Regions from separate parts of the Zea mays genome. Here all the other regions are linked to region 2. A link is a contact called in public Hi-C data. All regions are on one chromosome and are shown on one strand. The core of a region is the stretch at or near the end of the contact, and the rest is flanking DNA. Distances in the headings are between cores, read along the strand shown. Region 1 holds the start of LOC100217290. Region 2 holds the start of LOC100281666 (oxidoreductase). Region 3 holds the start of LOC100279946 (putative casein kinase family protein).

Evidence for each region. Hi-C and Micro-C count contacts between places; a contact is called where the count stands out from the background.
Region 1: a Hi-C map of ear shows a contact between it and region 2, with 4 times the contacts expected there. The contact joins the promoter of LOC100217290 here to the promoter of LOC100281666 in region 2. A contact is called at or near these places in 3 of 25 Hi-C or Micro-C datasets (ear, endosperm and tassel).
Region 3: a Hi-C map of bundle sheath shows a contact between it and region 2, with 2.8 times the contacts expected there. The contact joins the promoter of LOC100279946 here to the promoter of LOC100281666 in region 2. A contact is called at or near these places in 8 of 25 Hi-C or Micro-C datasets (bundle sheath, ear, endosperm and 3 more).

What each region holds. Positions count from the first base shown.
Region 1 is chr4:147,392,355-147,396,089 of Zm-B73-REFERENCE-NAM-5.0, forward strand. LOC100217290 reads right to left here and starts at 2,383. Exons shown (of 7, transcript NM_001143640.1): 1 at 2,026-2,383; 2 at 890-1,067; 3 at 732-787. The coding sequence starts at 2,208.
Region 2 is chr4:147,044,221-147,047,468 of Zm-B73-REFERENCE-NAM-5.0, forward strand. It overlaps LOC100281666 (oxidoreductase), which reads right to left and starts at 1,544. Exons shown (of 2, transcript NM_001154586.2): 1 at 921-1,544. The coding sequence starts at 1,454.
Region 3 is chr4:147,308,910-147,312,436 of Zm-B73-REFERENCE-NAM-5.0, forward strand. It overlaps LOC100279946 (putative casein kinase family protein), which reads left to right and starts at 2,154. Exons shown (of 14, transcript NM_001152896.1): 1 at 2,154-2,558; 2 at 2,687-2,727; 3 at 3,417-3,486. The coding sequence starts at 2,483. It also overlaps the pseudogene LOC109945829.

The DNA of each region.
Region 1 (3,735 bases), core at 1,133-3,632, 350 kb after region 2:
ATCAGGAAGACTACAAGGTAGAATCACATTATCAATGCACAAATGAATTAGTAGTGCAACTCAAAACTTGAAGTTGTGGCCACCGAGCAGGTAAGTGCTAGCAAAACAATTATAGAATAACTATTAAATACTTAAAGAAATTCATTGACCAAAACGGTGCAAAATTAACAATAGTGATTTTTTATGAAAAAGACATATATGGCACATCTTAGAAATTGTGGACATTACATAAATATTGGTAGGTGGATGGACATCATTCAAACTTAAATCAACCATTGAAGAGGGGAGGAGCAATGAAGAAAGCAGCCAAGACAACGTTCCTACAGCCAACAAACCAACAATTGACAGAACAAGTATGCCGCCATTCTTATGGCGAACTAAGTAATGGAGGGAACATAGCAGTTGGGGTGTGTGCCTGTAATGCACAAAGAAATTCAAACCCTACACATACGTTTGCATCAAACATCACAAGAAGAATATAGCATTTCATACAACAGCATAAGCATGCCCAAGATTAATAAAGGTACATGAAACAATATTCAACTACATGTGACAAATCAGGTAAACAGGAATTAGGTACTTTGAAAACGTTCAGTAATCATCTGCAAGCCCACCTAAATCACGTGTGGCAATCTGTTGGGCTCATCACATCCTTGAGCACCTTTAGAGAAAGGGAAAAAAGAGCAATTTGTTTCAGATCAAAGCATAATAGATAGAGCATTAGACCTTGCCTGTAAGACTGACATTTTCTCATGGTTGTTGTCTGCAAGGCAACGAGCAATAAGAGCTAAAATACCACAACGTTGCCATGTTAAGGACTCCATACCCACAGAATTGGAGCATTTGCAAAACATTGTGAAAAAAGATAATAGAGAATTAGATATCTTACTTTCAGGCCAATCAGCCAAGGTAGGGTCCTCCCAACTTTGCCCAGCTGCCTTTCGAGGCACTGCCTTTTTTGTTGCATCAACCTTCTTGTCTTTCTCACTATTTGCAATAGCAGCCTTAACAGTAGCTAGAGCTTCAGGAGTAATTATCTTCGAGTCCTTTTGGAACAACTGTTGGGCCTGGAAGACGAAACAATAGAAGATAAAGTCACTAAATATTTTCAGCATAAACCATATTTCAAATATACTTGCAGCATAAACATAAACAAAGGAATAAAAAAATGATACTTAGAACATGTAAGATCTTATGAAGCAATGGTATAATTCACTTATATTGAATCAAAACTTGCACTTTTAACTTGTCAAGTGTCAGCAGGGAAAATATATCACATGACAATAGCTATTTCTCTTGGAGTGGAGACAGTATGTAAAACCAATACTGCAGCCCTCATTTCATTCAGATGTGATGTGAATGGTTCTTGAAAAGAATTAGCACTAACCCCACAGGTTGCTTGTTGCATACCTAAGTTATCTTGCAGAAATAGTTTTGTAAAGGCATCATGGATCTGAATTAGGATCAGTTGTTCAGTTTCCACCGAACATTTTGCATCTAGATGAGATGTCTGAATTGGGATGGATCTTTGTCAGAATCAATCGCTATCAAAAGTAGGATAATAATATAACTAAAGTGTCAATATATTTAGTGGCATGACCATCACTAATCACACGATTTTATCATGTACTTATTATGTACTAGGTGTCTAACCAAGAGGAAAAGATAGAAGATAGGAGTATTACAATTGTGGTTTGTTAGGTTTTTTATAAAGCTATACCAGGCGGTGGTGGAAGGGTATAAGTGCTACATACCGTTGGATCTAGATCTAACGGATCAAAATGTCTGATTGTGTGCTTGCACCTGGTACGGTATATTAGTCGTGCCCTCACTTAGAATGGCCACATCAAAAGGACACAAAACTGCAGAGGGTGCTGTCCTCTCCCCAACCCGTGGAGACATCCCCATAGCTAGGCCATCGTTTAATCCACGATCACGGATCACCCTTACTTCGTTCGCCACTCAAATGAATTACCAAAAACATAGCTCTCGAAACTCTAATCGTAAGGTGCAGCTCGCGCATACCTGCTGGACTTGGGGCATGGGATAGATGGCGTTGTACACAGGCACCGCCGGCGCGGCTGCGGTCCATGCGGTGTATTGCGCGTTCTGGAGGTGGAAGGGCACGGGGAAGTAAGACGGGGCCGCTGCCGCCGGGTAGGTGAACTGCGCGGACGCAGAGGCCGGCGAAATGGACTGCGTCGACATGTGGCGGCGTCGGGGTGGTGGACCGAGAGGGGCGGAGACGCGTCTGGAATGACAGGATCGCCGGAGAACGGGGCTGGAGGACGGTGGCGTGAGCCGTGAGGTTTGAGGTGTTCACGGGTTCTGCTTCGACCGTGTGAGGCTGAGGCTGAGGCTGCGGTTGGGAGTTGGAACTCGGAAGAGGTGTTCCGCCGGGTGAGGCTTGTGCTGTGTGATCGTGCCTCGTGGTCGTGAGCGAATGGTGTGGAAAGCTCTGGAAGCGTCTGGCGCGTCGTGCGTGGGAAAGAAGAAGGCCGAGATTCGCGGGATGCGGGGACCGGGCATCTGGGCTGGCCCATTCGTCGTGTCCGTGGGCCGAAGCAGAAGTGAGTTGCGCACCCGTTGGGCCTGTGAGAAACCGCGCAGTGTCGCAGGCCGTTTCTGGACGCAAGATCCGTGCAAATCCAGGCGAAAGGTTTTTTTTCCTAGACAAAGGATCTTATTATGTGCACTGTGCATTCATTCGCAACTCGTCAACCATGGCGCGCACGCAGTCGTTGCAAGCTGTAAGGCTAACAGATCGTGTAAATGTCGAGATGACCGCATGCAGCACGGTAAATGTCGTTACAGCTGCAATTGCGATGTCTGATCACCGATCCAAATCTTATGTGTATATGCATTAGCTAGCTCATTCGCAATGGACCCCCTCCCCCACCAAAAAAAACATATATAGAGGAAGTAGTTGTACGATGTCACAAGAAAACTGCTCGATCATAGGTTCATAGCTTAGTTGACCACTTGCAGGTAGCATATGCTATGTATCTGGACGAACAAAAGATTACATTATTGCTTCGCTATAGGACCAAGTTGCGGGAAGACAGCAATAATTCCCAGACGCCGGCCGTCCACAGTGGCGCTGGCGGGGGCACCGCAGAAGATCCTTCGTCCCGTGAATACAATCCCCCACAGTGATGGTCCATGTATATATATGTGCACATATGATTGGCACTACATATTTCTCAAGTTGTCTGTTGTCATATATAACGTGTGTATTGATCCAGCAACTTGGTCACAGTGAAGTATACTTGCCTGTCTAAAAACCAATGCATGCAGCTTTTGTTTCCAAGATACATGCACTTGCTGGGATGGACAAAAATAAATAAGTATAACGTCCACTTCGTTCAATTCGGAAATATATATATAACTATATAATGGAGACAAACATTTAATCCAGACATTATTAATTGGCAGGCACTTGAGTATACACCAACGTTGTTTCCTCCTGCGCGCGGGGGGATCGATATCAATATATAATTAATAAAACACCCCTACGTACATAGATTTGGTTTACAAATTGAAGAGCGCTGATCGATGCATGCATGGGTCGATGGATCCACCTGGATATGATCCTGTCTATTGGCACGTAGCTAGACGCAAAATTAGCTAGCTAGCTAGCGCGAATCCGTGTTGCCCTAGCCGCAAAGACGACGACGGCCTACTGTTTTAATTTGTCGCCCATAAAGCCGGCTCGGATTCTAGTAGCTCGCAAAA
Region 2 (3,248 bases), core at 294-2,793:
TCGTTGCTTAGCTGATATCGTTGTTGCTTTCTAGCTTGCGTTCACTACCAGTCATCTTCAGACGAGGTTATAGTGTGTTCCTTTCCATGTTATCATTATCAAGATTTTGCAGTTACAGGGTAAAAGAAGATACTAATAAAGGTGAGCCACATTAAACACCACCTATCTCCGAGAAAAGTACTATATATACAGAATTTCCTGTCCTAGGGGAAAAAGAGAGTAAACAGAATTCTATACTCAATCTCATAGATTACTTATAGAATTATATGGAAAGTCGTATTCGATAAAAGTCGTATGTATGGCTTACAGAGAAATCTTTCATATATTTCGAGATCCATCCTACAATATAGGACAAAAAAGCCAAAAAAATAAATAAATCTGCTTCATAGCTATGAAGCAGTGTCTGCATCTACCTAAGTTTCTACGGTGTTGAAGTCTCTGAAACTAACGACCAAAGCACAGTACAGACAGGTATGGAAATACCCAGCTACCGATCAGCCCCGGCATAATCCGCCTCGTCGCCAACATTATACGGACGTGGTCAAATGTCTATCGACGAAGACACCACGACGATCCGACTGACAGAGGAGACCTGTCTGTGGTCCTTTGTCGTGCACATGCAGATGCAGCGCGGCCAGCGTCGCAGACTCACAGCATATGGTGGTCATGGCGGACGGAAGACGTGCAGGTGCAGCCACGGCCCACGGGCGTCGCCGCTCATGCACACAATCATATGCCTTAGCCCTATCGATCGGTGGGCCAGGTCGGCCCCCTGTCCCGTGCTCGTTGCTACAGCCTGACTACAGTGCACAGTGCAGCTAGCTAGCGGACGGATAGCAGAGGCTAACCGACGCGAAAGCGACTGTTACTTTCTACCGCGGCACCGGCGGACCACTGGAGTGTGGAAGTTGCAGGCTTACCCAGGAGTAGAAAACGTAGAGGCAGAAGACCTTGGTGATGAGGAAGAACATGCGCAGCGGCGGGAGCAGGGTCAGCCGGCTCCACCGCCGGAGCGCGGCCTCCCGGTGCTCCAGGGGCAGCTCGTCGAACCGGCGCACGAACGGGAACCGCCACGACAGGCACCGCGCCCCGCACAGCGCCAGCGAGCCGAGCCGCGTGCCCAGCAGCCACAGCACCGCGCGCACCAGAGCCAGCGCCTCGGGGAGGCACTTGCGCGACATCAGCTCGGCCACCTCGCCGGGCACGGGCGGGTCGGCGGCCGACGCGAGGAGGAACTCCTCCACGACCTTGCTGCTGCCGCCGTCCTCCTCAGGCTGCGGGTTGTGGTGGTGACCGTTCCGGCGGTCCGCCGGCGGCAGGGACGGCACCAGCGCGCCGCAGAGGGCGGTGAGCGCGGCCATCTGGGACGCCGAGAAGCCGTGCGTGTACCGCTCCCTCTTCGCGCTCCCACCCCTCAGGAGAGGGTGTCCCCGCTTGTTGTTGCCCGCGCCCATGGTGCCGGTTGGCGGCCTCCTGGTGACGAGCGTGTGGCGTTGTACTCGGCTACTGGTTCAAGTGACCGTGCCGGCGGAGAGTCCTCTATAATAAACCGTGGGCTGCGTATGAGCTTCAGGGAAGTGGACACACACAGTGGAGGCACCGAGGCTTTACGGCAGGCACAGACGCACAGTGCGGTAGAGAAGTGGTCTATATATATAGCACTGTGAAAGGAGTCCATAGGAAGCGAAAAAACTAAAGACCGGCCATATGAAATAAAATTGTCTTTTTTCTCTTTCGATCCCACGGCAGTCGCTCCGTGCTACCAGCTAGCTAGGGACTTGCTCCTCTTCCTGGCCATCTAGCGTAGCGCATAGGTGCAGATAAGGACGGACCATCGGCGTCAGACAAGATTGGCGTTGAGCATAGTTTGTAGCATTGGGTAAGTTTGGACGGTCCACCTTGAGCCGCTTCCGTGATTAAATCAGATTAGCCGGATTAAGCTTCTAACTCCAAGATGTTTATTTCTCTAAACTCATAAAAGTTGTTAGAGGACGCCTAGAAGCAGGTTTAGACCTCCCCTTTTATATTTGAAGATTATGATCGATTGAATAAATGAACAATTGAATCAAATCAATATATCTTCCGTTTCTTTATCTTTGCTCTGGGAGTAGATAGGAACGTAGCTTTTTTCACCTCTCTTCGACTCTATATCGTCTAGAGGCGTCTTGCGTGGCATACCGATTTAAAGGCAAACCCTAGGATCTCTCCTCTCTGACGAAATCTCTCTCGAGGGTTAGATCCAGGTGTTGTTGGTAAATGCCACCACCTCTGCGCACATGCGGACTGCTGGCCACTAGATATGGACCATTCGGCTCGGTGCATAGAAGACTCAGCTTCTGCCGCAGGTCGCTGGGTCCGTGCTGTCGCAGAGAGCACCGCTGCCGGTACACCTCACAGTGATTGATGCCCAGATCGGCACCAACACATGGGAAGTCGTCTTCTTGGGTGGCAGAGATGCTTGCCACTGCTCGTCCGCTTCATGTAGGAGCTGTGCAGATTATTTAGATATATGCTATTATAACTTGAGAAATTATGTGGATACTATTATAATACATGGTCTAGGCCACTAAGGGTGGTAACGGATAATGATCCAAATATTTTTTTATGATTCGTTTGAATTCTTAATTAATTTTATTTGTAAAATAAATAGAAATAGAGGTCAGTCCGTGATCTTTAAATTTTATAGTGTAAAACTTGGATTTCTTATCACCCCTAAGGCCACTTGATCTTCATACATTGTGAGGTAATTATTTTTTGTGCTGTTTGGTTCACAAAATGTAACGGTAATGATTCACACTTGAATATCAGTGGTAATAAGTTTGAATAAACTAGAGAAGTCCTTAATGTGATATCTGGCTACGATTAGACTTAAACAAACATGATTTACTCTTATCAATTATCCACCACGTTACAAATATATGAACCAAACATTACCTTTTATCTCTAAAGACTCCTATTTTTTGGCCCACTTACATATACATACAAGTTTGCAATATATACATTGCTCATGCAGCGGTGATGTAGTTTTCAATGGGTTTCCTCAGTCTTTGGTTATATGTTGTTATCTCTGGACAATGTCAGTTTGTTAGTAGCACTGATTAAACTTAGGGGTGTTTGGTTTCTAGGGACTAATGTTTAGTCCCTATGTTTTATTTCATTTTAGTTCCAAAATTGTCAAATATAGAAACTAAAATTTTATTTTAGTTTCTATATTTAGCAATTTATATACTAAAAAGGAATAAAATGAA
Region 3 (3,527 bases), core at 904-3,403, 270 kb after region 2:
ATGACTCATAAGTCTGATCCATGGAAAAAATATTATGAAGAATAAATGTCACGCATGCAAAAAAGGGAATTTAAGTATAAAACATTATTCAAACAAAAGAAATTGCATGCAAAGCTCTTCTTTAAATAATATTACCTTCATCCAAAAATATAATTCAAGAATCTCGGTGATACTTATCTACTACTACGCATTGTGCAACGGTAGCAAGTGAGCTTGGTGAGAGATATAATTGATGTGTTTTCTGTCATAGATGGAGACATAAACACACATGCGGTGTAGCGGTAGCTATTCTTGGCCTTTACTTGAGAGGTCACATGTTCAGAACATAGAATAATGGTTGTACTCTTGAAGTCTTAATAATTAGTATATATTTTTTATAAAAATAGAAAAAAGACAGGTATGTAACAAATCTAACCCGTCGTACGTACCTAAGGCTGAAGCATAATCTGATGATTGGGCCGGGCTGGCATGGGTTCTGTAGACAATGGGCCAAACCATGCTGGGATCGGACAACAAAGTTTACCTATATCTCTACTAATCCTTAAGACGATAGTGTAGACTAGGCACAACCATGCCCCTGCCTCCATCCCCACCGTCCGATTGCGATGCCATCCTCGCTCGCGCCTAGCGACGGATCCGCCCCCGCATGCCTCATCTTCCATCCATCCTCGCGCCCCCGCAAGCCTCGCTCCCGCCCCCGCCTCCATCCCCGTCATGCATGTAGCCGCCTCCGCCCAACAACCATGCGGGATCCTCGCTCGTGCCTAGCGCCCGTCGTCCAACAGGGATCCACCCCCGCATGTTCAATCCAGCGATGGATCAGGAGGACTCACGAGGCACGTTGGGCTTCTGGTCGGTGGTGAGCTGCACGACCTTCAGGTAGCCCGTCTCCGACACGGTCGCCAGCACGGCCCTGGAGTCACCGAGGTTGGCGACGACGAGGTCCTCCCCCTGCTTGATGGCGCACACGGCCGTGGTGCCACTGAAGTTGCAGTCCACCCTGGCCTGGACCCGAGCTCCCTGTCCATGGTCTCAAACACGTTGGCGTAGGCCTCCCGCCACACCTCCAGCATCTGTGCCGGCGCCGGCGCCAACGACGGCGACGACCACCTGCTGCGGCTGCCGTCCGTGGACGACGGCGCCGTGGGCGACGCGTCGTTGAAGGCCGGGTCGTCCCCGTCGCCATCGCCGTCGTCGTCGGAGCCCAGGAGCAGCGCGTTCCGCTGGCTCAGGATCATGAAGGGGAGGTGGTCCCTCGCCAGCTTGCTGACCAGCTGACCGCAGCGGCCGTGCCCGTCGAACACGCCGCAGAACACGCCGTCCTCCATGCCGAATCCCTGGAGACGACAGATGAACCAGGATCCAGGATGCTAGCCACCGACGGTCCGTACGACGTCGCCAAATTAAAACTTGTGGGTTGTTTCGCCGTCGTAGGACGTAGCAAACCCCAACAAAAAACGGTGAGGAAATCCGAAACAGGAATCATCACGATCTTTCCACCCCAACCATACGGTGAATTGGTTGTGGCTGCTGTGTATTTACCCCCACTGTAGTACGTGAATTGGTGGTGGTTGCTGTGTATTTATCCGATCATACGGTGAATTGGTAGTGGGTGGCTGCTGTGATTTTTTCGTACTGGTAATTGGTAGGACAGTTCCTGGAATTTCTTGACCTCCCAGTTTAGTCCCAAGTCAAGCGCATGGGCAAGGACTGCAGCGTTACCCCCGCGAGGAAGAAATACCAGCAGAGAAATCTCTGTACCATCGATGCAAGGAAAAATGAAGTACAATCGGTGGAGTAAATTTTTTTTGAAGGGATTAAATATTTTTTAACCTAAACAAACAAATCTCTGTATCATGGAGGGTCGCAATTTGTATTCCGTGGCATCGCACGGGCACGTTTCTAGTGATAACCAAAGAATATAGGAAAGAGGAAAGACGGGTATCTGCGTAAGGAAAGAACCATGCGAAAGCACGAAAACCAGACGCAACAAAGGACCAGGGGGCAAGAGGCAACACAGAAGCAGACACGGATCAGTACCGCAGGCACAACGAAACGGGAACGAATCGCCGTGCCTCCCCTATCGCTGGTATCCGTTGTCCAGCACTCCAGCCCCCGTCCGTTTCCCACGAATTCCGCGTCCCACCCGGCCACACTTTCTCTACGAGCGCCCCCCATCTCACCCACCCAAAATTAAAATCCTCCCGGAAATCAGAGACGCGAATCCCTCGCCCCAGGCCCCGAAACCTCCGAGTTCTCTCGCCAATTCGATCCGCCTCACCGCCGCCGCCCGTCCGCCGGTCGGCCTTGACTGCTCCGTTGCACGTGGCGGTTCGCAGCGCGGAATCTACCTTGTGTTGAGAGATCCGGGGAAACCCTTGTTCCCGGTCGTTCCGGCTCGAATCTTCTGCGGACTGGCAATGTAAGCGTTCTCCATCGGAGGGCGACGATCTACGGGGCGGTTGTTGGCGGGGTCGCGGGAATGGAGCACGTGTTCGGAGGGAAGTTTAAGCTTGGGAAGAAGATCGGGAGCGGATCTTTCGGCGAGCTCTATCTCGGTTAGCGTCTCGCCGGGTTCTTGATTGAATCTCTCACGCGTCTCTGCGGATTCCTACGCGCCGCTGTTTTGTTTTGCTCGTCGTTCCGCATTTGTTGCTGATGCGCTGATGTTTGTTTTTGGCTGCAGGCGTCAACATACAGAGCGGCGAGGAGGTGGCTATCAAGTTGGTATGAGATAATCTGATACTGTTCGTGCACCATTTTTCTCTGTCGTGGAGTTATATGCCTGGCATTCGGCATGAGTTTGTTCCATATGCAAACATATCATGGTCTACCATTCTAGCAACGGTTTCGTGAAGAATTTGTGTGTAGATTATGGGATGACAGAAAATGGATGATGTTCTGCATGTAATTGCTTTAAAAAAGACTGGCATGGTCCCGAGCTATATTTTTACATGAGTAATAACAAGATTTTAAAACCTTTTCTTGGTTGTCCATGCGAATTGACCTGTGGATCCAGTTCTAATTCCAATCATGGTTCTGTTACCTTTCATTAGTGTGGCTGTATAACAGTTCCTTTTTTTTTAAAGAAAGTAACAAGGCATATTTTCAGAGCATATGAAGAAAGCACTTGCAGAATGTTGATATCTTGTGGTCTATGATAAGAGAATTTAAAGTTTTACATTCTATCCTGTATATATGTCATGATCATGGATTGACTGAAGCAAAAAAAAAGTGCTGAGAATGTTAGGTTATATTTTTCTATTTGTAATGGCTTTCTAGCCTGAACATATACTGTTACCTTTTGAGATACTGTTACCTTTTGAGACAGTATGATATTTCAGTCTTACTCTTGGTAGTACCCCTTTCAACCTCAAGACATGCTACCTGACTGTTGTCCATCTCATGTTTACCAGGAATCTGTAAAATCAAGGCATCCTCAGCTTCATTATGAGTCGAAACTATACATGCTTCTCCAAGGGGGAAGTAAGTACTAATACAGGGACATAGGTCGCTTGTTTCATATG